3 separate regions of the Gossypium hirsutum genome follow, and all the other regions are linked to region 3. A link is a contact called in public Hi-C data. All regions are on one chromosome and are shown on one strand. The core of a region is the stretch at or near the end of the contact, and the rest is flanking DNA. Distances in the headings are between cores, read along the strand shown.

Region 1 (3,196 bases), core at 617-3,116, 150 kb after region 3:
TAAAAAAAACTCTTTTTTGGCAAGTAATAGGTTTAATTAAATAATTTTAGCAATCATGGCAAAAGTAAATTTCTGTTCCTTTTATAATGTTAAATTTGAAAATTGAAGGGGAAAAAATTCTTATGAAGAATCAATTAATCAAACTTCCGTACAAAAATGAGGTGAGTATAATAATTATAATTCCAAAGAAGAATATAGAAGCATACATTTCTTCCCGCTCAAAAGCAAAATGTCCCTTACAAAGTTTCCCATTGAGAAAGTGTCCTTTGCTTTATTTATCTCTTTTTGACAAACAAAAAGAAATTTTAGACTTTTTTTTTTATTCAACCCAAGCTAAAAATAGGCTTTCCTAACCCTAATATTCTCACGTTTACAATTTAGGATTTAAATTATTTTATATTAAATAATATCATAACAATGTACGGGTATAAAATTAAAATAGTTTTACATCTTTTCGTATATTGTTGTACTATTAATATTTTAACAACCCAACCTTCATATTTTATATTCCATTTATATAGATCATTCATGTCAAATTTAAAATTTTTAACTATTTATTTTATAAAAAATTTTAAATTGTTAAATAAATATTAATATATACAATATTTTAGATCGACATGATAGATATATTGGATCGGTTCAATTTTTTACATGCATGATAAGTATAATTGTATCAGTAAATTTAACAGTTGGATCATTAAAATATTAATCATATAAAAATATATCGGTGTGAATGGATCCTTCCTCATACATAAATAGTTAATATATACTACTACTTGAGTTTTACTTCAATTGATAATGTTGTTATTACAACAATTAGAGCATAAATTCAAGTGTACTTAAACGCATCTTTCCCTTCAATGAATTATTATGTGCTTGCTTGCCCATGGTCAAAGAAGCTATGTTACTTGGGTTTTTTTTTTTTGCAAAAGAGTTAATTCATATTTGACTCTTTTTATTTTTAAAATGTATAATGCAGTGTTTATATTATTATTTTACAAAAATAAATCCCAAAATTATATGTCAACACTTATTCAATTTGTAATGTATAAACTTTGATTTGAACAATTGTGTAAAAGTATTTTTAATTTTTATTCAATTATTCATATAAAATTTTGATTTTAATCTTATTACGCACGTAAATAAAACAAATAGCTCTACTAATTTTTCATTTTAGGTAACTATAATTATTTTTATATGCAAAAAGTAAATGTAAAATAACATCACATTAATAATAGTGATGGTGATTTATAATAATTAAATCAAAATTAAAATATAATATAGTTGATAATTACATGAAATTAGAATTAAATGTCACATTACACATTAAAATAAAATTTCCAATATATGACTCTTATTTTATATGTAAATTTAGTATTTGGAAAGCGGAAATTTTATATATTGATGTATTTAATGAAAATTTGGTTTTAAAAAATCTCTTAATTAATCAATTAAATTTTAGTTTGATTGGCATGAGTATTATTGTCAATGCATGAGCATATGGGTTTGAGTGCGTTGAAATGCATTATCTTTCTATTTATGGGTTGAGGAGGGGCTATAGATAATTTTAGATATTGTATCAGAAAAATAGATATAATCAGAACCTATAATAAAATTGTTAAAAAAAATTGTAAGTACAAATTTTATAATATCTTACCAAAATGTTGCAAAAACCCAAAAAAAGAAGAAGAAAGAAGCAGGTCATGTGTGCAGTGTGGGGGGATAGGGCACATGTCATGACAATGGAGGTCTGAAATTCACATGCAAATTAAATGCTAAAAAATGTATGGTCTTATTCACTGCTTTGCCTAAAACATTAGCTTTGCTTAAAGTGATTTGTTTGGTAGTGACACTTAATTAAACCAACTTGATTAGGCCAACCCCTTTGAACCTTGGAATCTTGATAGCCACCACAACCCCAACCCCAACCCCAACCCCAACACTTATCTATTTGCTTTTTGTTTTTTACTTGTCCTTTTTTCTGATTAAAAAATTATATATTAAATTTAGAGTGGATCCAGATTAAATGAAACTGTTTTTTCCTTTCATAAAACTTTTATTTAAAAAACATCTAATTTCTTACTATTCGAGTAATTCGATCTTAGGGTTTTGACATTTATTTTTATTAATTTATTACATAATTATTATTTCCCTTTCATCAAAAGTTTGGGTGGGTGTGCTTTCATTTCATTTCTTCTCCTTTCTAGGATAGCTCTAGTTCATTTTTTCAATTTGTAGTTTTTTACTGTTTTTCTTTCCTTCTTTTCAACCATTGTAGAAAAGTTTTTTTTTTTATAATATATTTTATTTTGGCTATTGAAAGGCTACAAGTAAATTTTCTTAATATAAAGGTTGAATATCCAACCTTTTCAATTTTTTTTCTATAATTATTTCTTAAACCTCTTGTTATATAAAATTAATTAGAAATTCTATCACACGCATAACGTAGGAAAATTACAAATTTAAAACATAAACATGTGTTTAAAAATAACAAACAATAAATAATGAAACTTATTGTTTGAAGATTAGATTAAATTGTTTATCATGGTGTTGTCATCTATCTTGAGTTAGTATCGAGTTAACTTGCTAACTTAGTCCAATCCATTATTAATACTAAAAATTTTATCACACGCATATGCGTATGGAAATCACATATTTAAAACACAGAGGCTTATTTAAAAGTAAGATACAATAAACAATAAAACGTATGATTTAAAACTAATTATACAACTAATGTAAATAATAAATTGTGTATATTAAAACAAAATTATATAAAAAATTAAAATAAAGCTTTGGTTGAGTGGTCAAATTAAGATTTTAGTAATCAAATTAGTGTGGGTTCAAATTCCACCATATGTTTATTTTAATTGCTTTTTGGTTAAGACTAAATACACTCGAATAATATAACTTCTTTTAATTACAAAAGATATTCTCATAATTTTCTGTCCGAGTTGGTGATTATGTTGAGGGTGGCACTAGCTCAATCAGGGCCTAATAAATAGTGTATATATAACTGATAGAGGTAATAAGGTGTACTTAATAAAATAAAATGTACAAAAATATGAAAATAAATCTTTAGTTGAGTGGTAAATTAAAGGATTTATTGAAGTAATTGATGATGTGGGTTCATAGTCCATCATATGCATATTTTTATTAATTTTTTAAAGTGAAAAGACTAAAATACTCTTGAATAATA
Region 2 (3,638 bases), core at 337-2,836, 150 kb before region 3:
AGTTGCAAGTCAGCATAAGTATAGGCCAGACAACAAACATCAACTAAAGCAAAACAAGACATGTAAAAAGGCCATGACTAAGAGCACATAGAAACATGCTATCAAAGACAATTTAAACGGATTCTCTTCGGCTTATAAAATGATTTCTGCTAACATTAAAATCCTTCAAGGTCTCCAAGCTTCTGATTAAATCCTGAAATTTGTAACACTGACCATTACAAAAAATATCTAAGTAATAGCTGCTTCACCAGCTTACCCTACACGGCTTAGCAAGAAGCAAAACTCTTACAGTAACTGGCCCAATATGACCAATTCCAAACTGTAACACCAGCAAAGTCAAATGCTAACCGTAAAAACTAAAGCTCATTCACAAGAACGCACCATGGTTCAGTTTCCAGGTACTTCATTCCTAGTTAGCAAACCATTCAAGCTCAAATTTTGATTATAAAAAATACCATAAAATGTATATAAACTACCATAATTCTTGTGGAAACACATATTAGTTCAAGCTTTTTCACGAAAATTCACCATATATGAGAATCCAAAATAAAGCTCAAACCATAGCTTGCGCTAATCAATCAATCCAAAAATGAATCAATAGCAGAAACTAAACGCCCCTGATCCAGGCCACTCACTTTAATTAGATTTACCAAAATTTCAGGTCAACCCTCAAAAAAGTATCAAGCAAAAGAAGACATAAAACTCCTAGAAACCATCAAAACCTAAAGGTAGACGCTCTTCCCAGCTTATCCACCACAATTCACAAGAAGCAAGAGTCCAGAGTAACCTACTTCATGATCAGATACAAAACAGTTAAAGTAAAAACAATTCACTATTAACTTCCATTTCTCCAGTAAAAGCACAATTAATTCGAGCTTTTCCACATAAATTCAATACAGTAACTAGCCCTAATTAAATAGTCCGAAACTTAGCCAGCTGAACCAACTACAACAAGCAAAATTCTAGCTCATTCAGTCCAATTCGATCTACCAAAATTCCAATTCAACCTTCAAAATTCTTAAAAAACACAAAAAAAAATACAAAACACTTACCCAATACTGCCTGGCTAAGACCTCGGCTGCCACATCATCCTTATCCCTCCCTACCCCCAAATCCATCCGATGATGACTCCCTAAACTCAAAATAGCCGTTTCTCGGATCTGATCCTTCTTCGGATCCTCCGAATTCGAAGCGCTTATAGCTAGGGCTAACTGAACCTGAAACTCTTCCTCCGATAACATATAATCAGACGCTCGATTCGTCGCAGTCACCGTTGATGACGGCGTAATCAAACCCGTGCTCGATGTTACAGGCACAGTCGTCGCGGTCACCGGGGACGATGATGCACTAGTTGTAGTAGGAGGACTCGCCGGAGAGTTCTCCGACGCGGCGCGTTGATTATCAGCGGGATCGTTACTGCTTCCTATGTGCAGCTTCTTAAAAATGTGCTTCATTTTTTCTCGTTTCTTCATCTTCTTCACTTTCTCAGTTTCCTCGCTTTCTCGCATTTTCTCTCTCACTTTCTTTTCTTTACTTTCTTTTTTTTTTTGGAAGGGTCAACGTAATGTCGGAAACAATAGGAGGGAAACTTAGAGGAATGGTATTGCTGTATGTATATATAGTAGTCTTGGTGGGTAATAATACGGCTTGTCTTTGAGAAATATCTACGAAATTGCCATTCATAATCTTTTCCTACACGCGCATTCGTTTGACGATGTTCAAGTGAAGGAAACCAATGGAAATATGACACGCTGGCATTGAGTTTTGCATACGTGGAGTGGAGGACCATAATGTTTTTTAAATTGGATAGGTGATCAAATCGTTTAAGTTTACCAGTTCGTCAATCCAATTGATTCAATCGGTTTAATTAGTTCAATTAAAAAATTGTTAAAAATTTAAAAATTTTAAATAATTTTAGTTTAATCAATTTGACCACCAATTCAATCAATTTGATCATAAATTTTATCGACTTTTAATCAATTTAATCGGTTTGTATCCAATTTCGATTCAATCAATTCAAAAATACTTTTCGATTCAATCCGGTTCAACTAACATTAGGGTGGCTGTTGTTTATGGGTCCATAAACTTTATAAGACATTGTTTGACAAAATTATATAAGTTAGAATTTGATAACACCAAGTTAAAATTTTGGTCAAATTTTGTTCTTGGTCTCTCTAATATGTATAAGTTGTAAATTTATTTTTTATATTTTAATTTGATATTTTAATTTTTTATACTTTTTGAATTTTAAAATTTTAGTCTTGACCAAAATAATAATTATTTAATTCATCAAGTTAAATGTTGTTATTTTAAAAACCTTATGCAACAAATATATTATCATAAGTGTAATGTCATGCCAGCTTACTATTTTCATATAATGCTTATAAAAAAGTTGCGTTATTTTATTAATGGGCTTAAAAGGCTATTGTTTTTAGTCAATATTGGAATTTCAAAATTCAAAAAGTATAGGGGCTAAAAACTATCAAATTAGAAAATATGGATTAAATCCACAAATTACACATAGTATGAGACTAATAGTAGATTTAACCTAATAAATTTAACAATTACCTTTTGAGTCAAGATTAAAATTTTAAATTTAAAAAATACATGGACTAAAATTGTTCAAATAAGATACATAGACCAAATCTGTAATTTACATATAGTACAAGGATTATTATCATAATTTGACCTAGAAATAATACATAAATTTTGATTATTATTTTTTAAGATTTAGGGCTTGTCTGCTAACTCATTGAAAAAATTAAATCAACTAAAAATTAATATTTTCAATGATTTTTTCAAGCACTTTGATAATCCATTAAAAAAAAACAAAATATAGAACTTTTCAAAGAAAAAGTGTATAAAATGATAAGGAGATAATGAGTCACTTATCACTTAATGTATTTTTTCAATTATTTTTATTTTATTTCTTTAAACATTATCCAAATACTTTGTTTTGAATTTTTTAAATTTTTATTTTATTTCTTTAAACATTATCCAAATACTTTATTTTTAATTTTTTAAAATTTTATTTATCAAATAGTCTAATTATATTCCATAATATACCAAACATAATTTAAGGGTGTGTTCGGACATTACAAAGAAATTGAAGTAACTACATTCTCTTGTAATTATAAAAAAAATTTAATTTCTTAGAAGTCTTTAGCTAATAAAATGTAATTATATTATAATTCCTATGTCATATTTGGTAGTTCAAATTGTAATTATATAATTAAATAGTCTTACATGCTAAAAATATATATTAATTATTATAAAAAATTATCAATAATACTTGAGAAGAAAATTCTTTAAAAAATTAACAAAAACTTAAAAATCAAATCATATTTTATGTAATATGTTAGTTTAAGAAAATATCCGAAATATGATTTCTAATAAAATTTTAAAGATGAAAATTTTATGCAGATTAATCTAATTACTTTAAGATTTCATATTTTTGGGGCTATTTTTTTATCTAACATTAAATCTATGCTCTTTGTCATCATAAATTGATCATTAACTAAGTATATATAATTAAATAATAAATACTATATAATTTAATTAAAATTAGTATAATAATTAATAATAAATAGTTCCATGTAATATAATAAAACACTTGGTAGTTTAAAATATATGAGAAA
Region 3 (3,329 bases), core at 753-3,252:
TTTTTAAAACCAAAGCTTCTAAAAAACTTGGTAAATGAATGAGGATCAAAGCTCAGATTCCTACAAAACAAAGCCTAGAAACAAGGCCTAAAAGCTGGTAAACCTAAAGTTCAAGGTGTTAGTATCGTTGCCATGGGGAAGGATCATTCAATATCTAAGATTCTACAATCTTGATTTGCAGATAATTTCAAAGTACTTGAAACCACAAAAATCTCTTTTTGGATTAATGGTTGCCAATGGTACCATGATCTATTCAAAACCCTTGAATTTTATATTTTAAGCATGCATGGAGCAACGAAATGCCAAGAAAACTAAAATGAAACACAAAACTCAAAGAAGCTTCGATTTTTTTTGGGGGGTGGGGGGGGGTTGATGGATTTTCCTATTTGCACAAAAATATACCTTTAAGGCAAAGAACAATTACAGAAATTTATATTATGCACCCTACCTACCTATTGCAAAAAGTAGCCACTCAAGAAGAGCACAAAGAAGAAGAACAAACTGCCATAAATTAAGAGGGCCTTTTGACCAGAAGTAAGAGCATTGCCTCCTAAACCAAACTGCTGATTCTGAGCAAACCCAGCAATCTCAACACTCTTACTCTCAAAGAAAGACTTTGCAGCCCCACAGGTAGGGCATCTCCAATCATCAGGCAACTTATCAAACTGAAACCCTGGTGGAATTGGATAGGAAGGATCACCCACTGCTTCATCATACTTGAACCCACATGACCTGCACTCATATATCCCTGTGTTCAACACAGCAAACTTCTCTTCTAACCTGCGTTTGTCAATCGTCTCTTCTCCCCCACTTGTTTCTTCCACTGATGGAGATTGTTTGTTATCTGGGTCAGAAGTTGGGGTTTCTTGACTGTCTTCTTTTGAGACATCAATGGAACGAACGGTGAAATGGGGTTGGTTTCTATGGGTTTGGAGGATGTTGGGAGGAATTCTGGAGAGGAGTTTATGGAAGGGAAAGAGATTAGGTTTTTTGGGCTTCGGACAAGGTTGGGTTAAGTGGTGAAGAGGAAAAATGAGTCTTGCTGTTGCAGATGCCATTTCAATGGAGGATTTCTCTTTCTATTTTTACTGATTTTGGGTTTTGGCGTCAGACTTGGTTTAGTGATATTTTTGGCAGTGGGTGGAGGAGAAATGAAAGGGATCCATGGAAGGGAAGGGGCATATGCTCTTTTCCTGTTTGAAAAAAATAAAAGGATTTGGATAAGGTGAGGCACCTGTCTCTCTGTCTACCATGCAACTTCTTGTTATGGGGCTAATTTTTTGTTTTGACTTGGATAAGCCTGGTTTTCACTTGGGCTCCAACTCCTCATTTTCCTTTTTACAAAGGAAAGGTAGAAATTGTTCCAGGATCAAATACGAAGTTTTGATCCCGAGACTGATATCAAAGACTTTGCCACCTCACCATGGTATGTGGAATCGACATTTAATTTTACAAACAAAATAGACGGATTGGATCTGGGATAACCCAAGAAATTTTATATATTGATAATGTGAATCAGAATAGCCTGAAACCTAATCAAACATTCAATTTTGCAGCCCTTCTTTTCTATTATGCTCATATAAAAACCACACCATAGTGTCTTCCCTCTGAAACTACCAAACATTTACCCATGACATCAAATCAAGTTGAATAAGCTTCAGCTTCAAAATAACCAGAACTCGTTATTCCAAAACCCAAAAAGCATTCTGTCAAGGCTTTACATTAATCGTAACATAACATCCTCTAAGCAAATCAACCCAACTCATGTTTGAATATATCATATATTGTACACAAATGTGAAAAAAAAAAATTATAACAAACAAACTAAGCAAAGCAGAACCATCATTTCAATCAAATCAACCGAAACCCAAAAGCCACTTTCTTCCCTACACTATATCAGCTTATCCAAAATCACCCATTCATCGACCGGAGCTCCTCCAAAGCCGCCTTAATCTCATCCTGCACCAGCTCCACCCGTTTCGAATAAACTTCCAACTCCATTATCTGCAGCTTTCTCCATCTTTCATCCATCCATTCCCCGTTGCCCCCACCGCCGCCCAAACACAATGGAATTGCATTCATCACCAATCCACTGATCCCTCTTCCTCCATATCCCCCTCCTCCTCCCAGTACACTACCTAACAACTCCTTAAACAAGGGTGTTACACAACTCCTCACGGTCTCCTCTATGACCCCGGCCGCCCCCGTGTTAGCTCCTCCTCCACTGCTACCACCACCAAGTGCTTCTACATTACCATTATCATTATTAACCCTATCATTAGAGTTACTATCTATATGCACAATTCCATCGTTTACATCTCTTTTTTCCTCCATTTTCACTCCTTTATTTCTCGACCTTTTCTTCGTGGCTGCTGGTTTCTGTGTCAAATTCTTTTTCTCTCCACTTTCATCGATCAAACTAGCGTTGTTATTATTGTTATTTTCGTCATCATCTAAGACATTATCTTCTACTTTGCTAACACCATCATTCCAGATCCTTCTAGAAATTTCAAAAGTAGCTTGATCATGAGGGCTTTTGAAGGAAAATTCTTTACCTGAACTGATCTTGCTAATCACGTTCCTATATTTCTTCTTCAACCTTCGAAGCTTCTCCACTAATTGATTCTTGTTGAAATCCAGCTGGAGTTTCGATTTGATTTGATCGTAAAACAAAGCCGTATCTTGATGGTGATGGTGAGAAGTAGAAGAGGGATTTGAGCTCGTTTTCAACATTGTGTAATCGAGGAACCCTTGGAGAAGCTCGATCTCGTCTTCGTCGGTCCATAACCGTTGAAATAACCGTCGCGAATCGTCCAATTGCTGCGGCGGCGGAGTTTTTTTCTCCGCCACAACGGAATCGACGCGTTGGCTTTTGGAATCAGGAGGCAATTCGTCGGTCGAGATGGCGGCGATGGTTACGGCGGCAGCGGAGGGGACGGCGAGAGGAACGGCAGGGACTGAGGCGAAGGATACTTGGGAAGGGATCGGTTGAGGGAGTAAAGAAGGGGAATTTATGTCTTCTTCTTCCTCTAACAATACCTCGTCTTCTTCATCGTTCAAAACGTCTTCGTTACCGTTAAGGACGTCGTCATTTTCGTTGATCTCGTTATCGGAGGAAGAAGGTTCGTCGTCGTCGTCCTGAGATACCTCGAAAACGGCGCCGTACTGCTCCGAAGCCATGAGAGGTTCACGAGGAATCGGTGATTAGGAAAGCGTGTTTGTTGGACTCGGTTGAAGAGGAAGGGGAAGGTGGGATGTTTGGTTAGAGAGAGCTAACAGTCAACGCGCTTCCTTGGCGCGTGTTCGGGAGATTTAACATATATAGAAAA

The links. A called contact is a pair of places that touch in the nucleus more often than the background predicts.
Region 1: a contact with region 3 is called in a Hi-C map of leaf, with 1.7 times the contacts expected there. The contact joins the enhancer-like site here to the promoter of LOC121223339 in region 3. A contact is called at or near these places in 4 of 34 Hi-C or Micro-C datasets (all in leaf).
Region 2: a contact with region 3 is called in a Hi-C map of leaf, with 2.5 times the contacts expected there. The contact joins the promoter of LOC107945961 here to the promoter of LOC121223339 in region 3. A contact is called at or near these places in 3 of 34 Hi-C or Micro-C datasets (hypocotyl and leaf).

The regions. Positions count from the first base shown.
Region 1 is chrD11:59,098,106-59,101,301 of Gossypium_hirsutum_v2.1, reverse strand. No RefSeq gene overlaps it. Among protein-coding and RNA genes, the nearest start is that of LOC107945972, 5.0 kb to the right of the region's middle. Within about 2 kb of position 1,866, at least 4 of the 9 cell types and tissues checked have an H3K27ac peak or open chromatin away from gene starts, as enhancers often do. A contact at or near this core is called in leaf, where this site is marked.
Region 2 is chrD11:59,398,552-59,402,189 of Gossypium_hirsutum_v2.1, reverse strand. LOC107945961 (serine/threonine-protein kinase EDR1) reads right to left here and starts at 1,586. Exons shown (of 13, transcript XM_041104605.1): 1 at 1,053-1,586. The coding sequence starts at 1,508.
Region 3 is chrD11:59,252,644-59,255,972 of Gossypium_hirsutum_v2.1, reverse strand. LOC121223339 (rubredoxin) reads right to left here and starts at 2,002. Exons shown (of 1, transcript XM_041104600.1): 1 at 318-2,002. The coding sequence starts at 1,058. The coding sequence ends at 453. LOC107945964 (probable transcription factor At3g04930) reads right to left here. Exons shown (of 1, transcript XM_041104599.1): 1 at 318-3,329. The coding sequence starts at 3,180. The coding sequence ends at 1,912.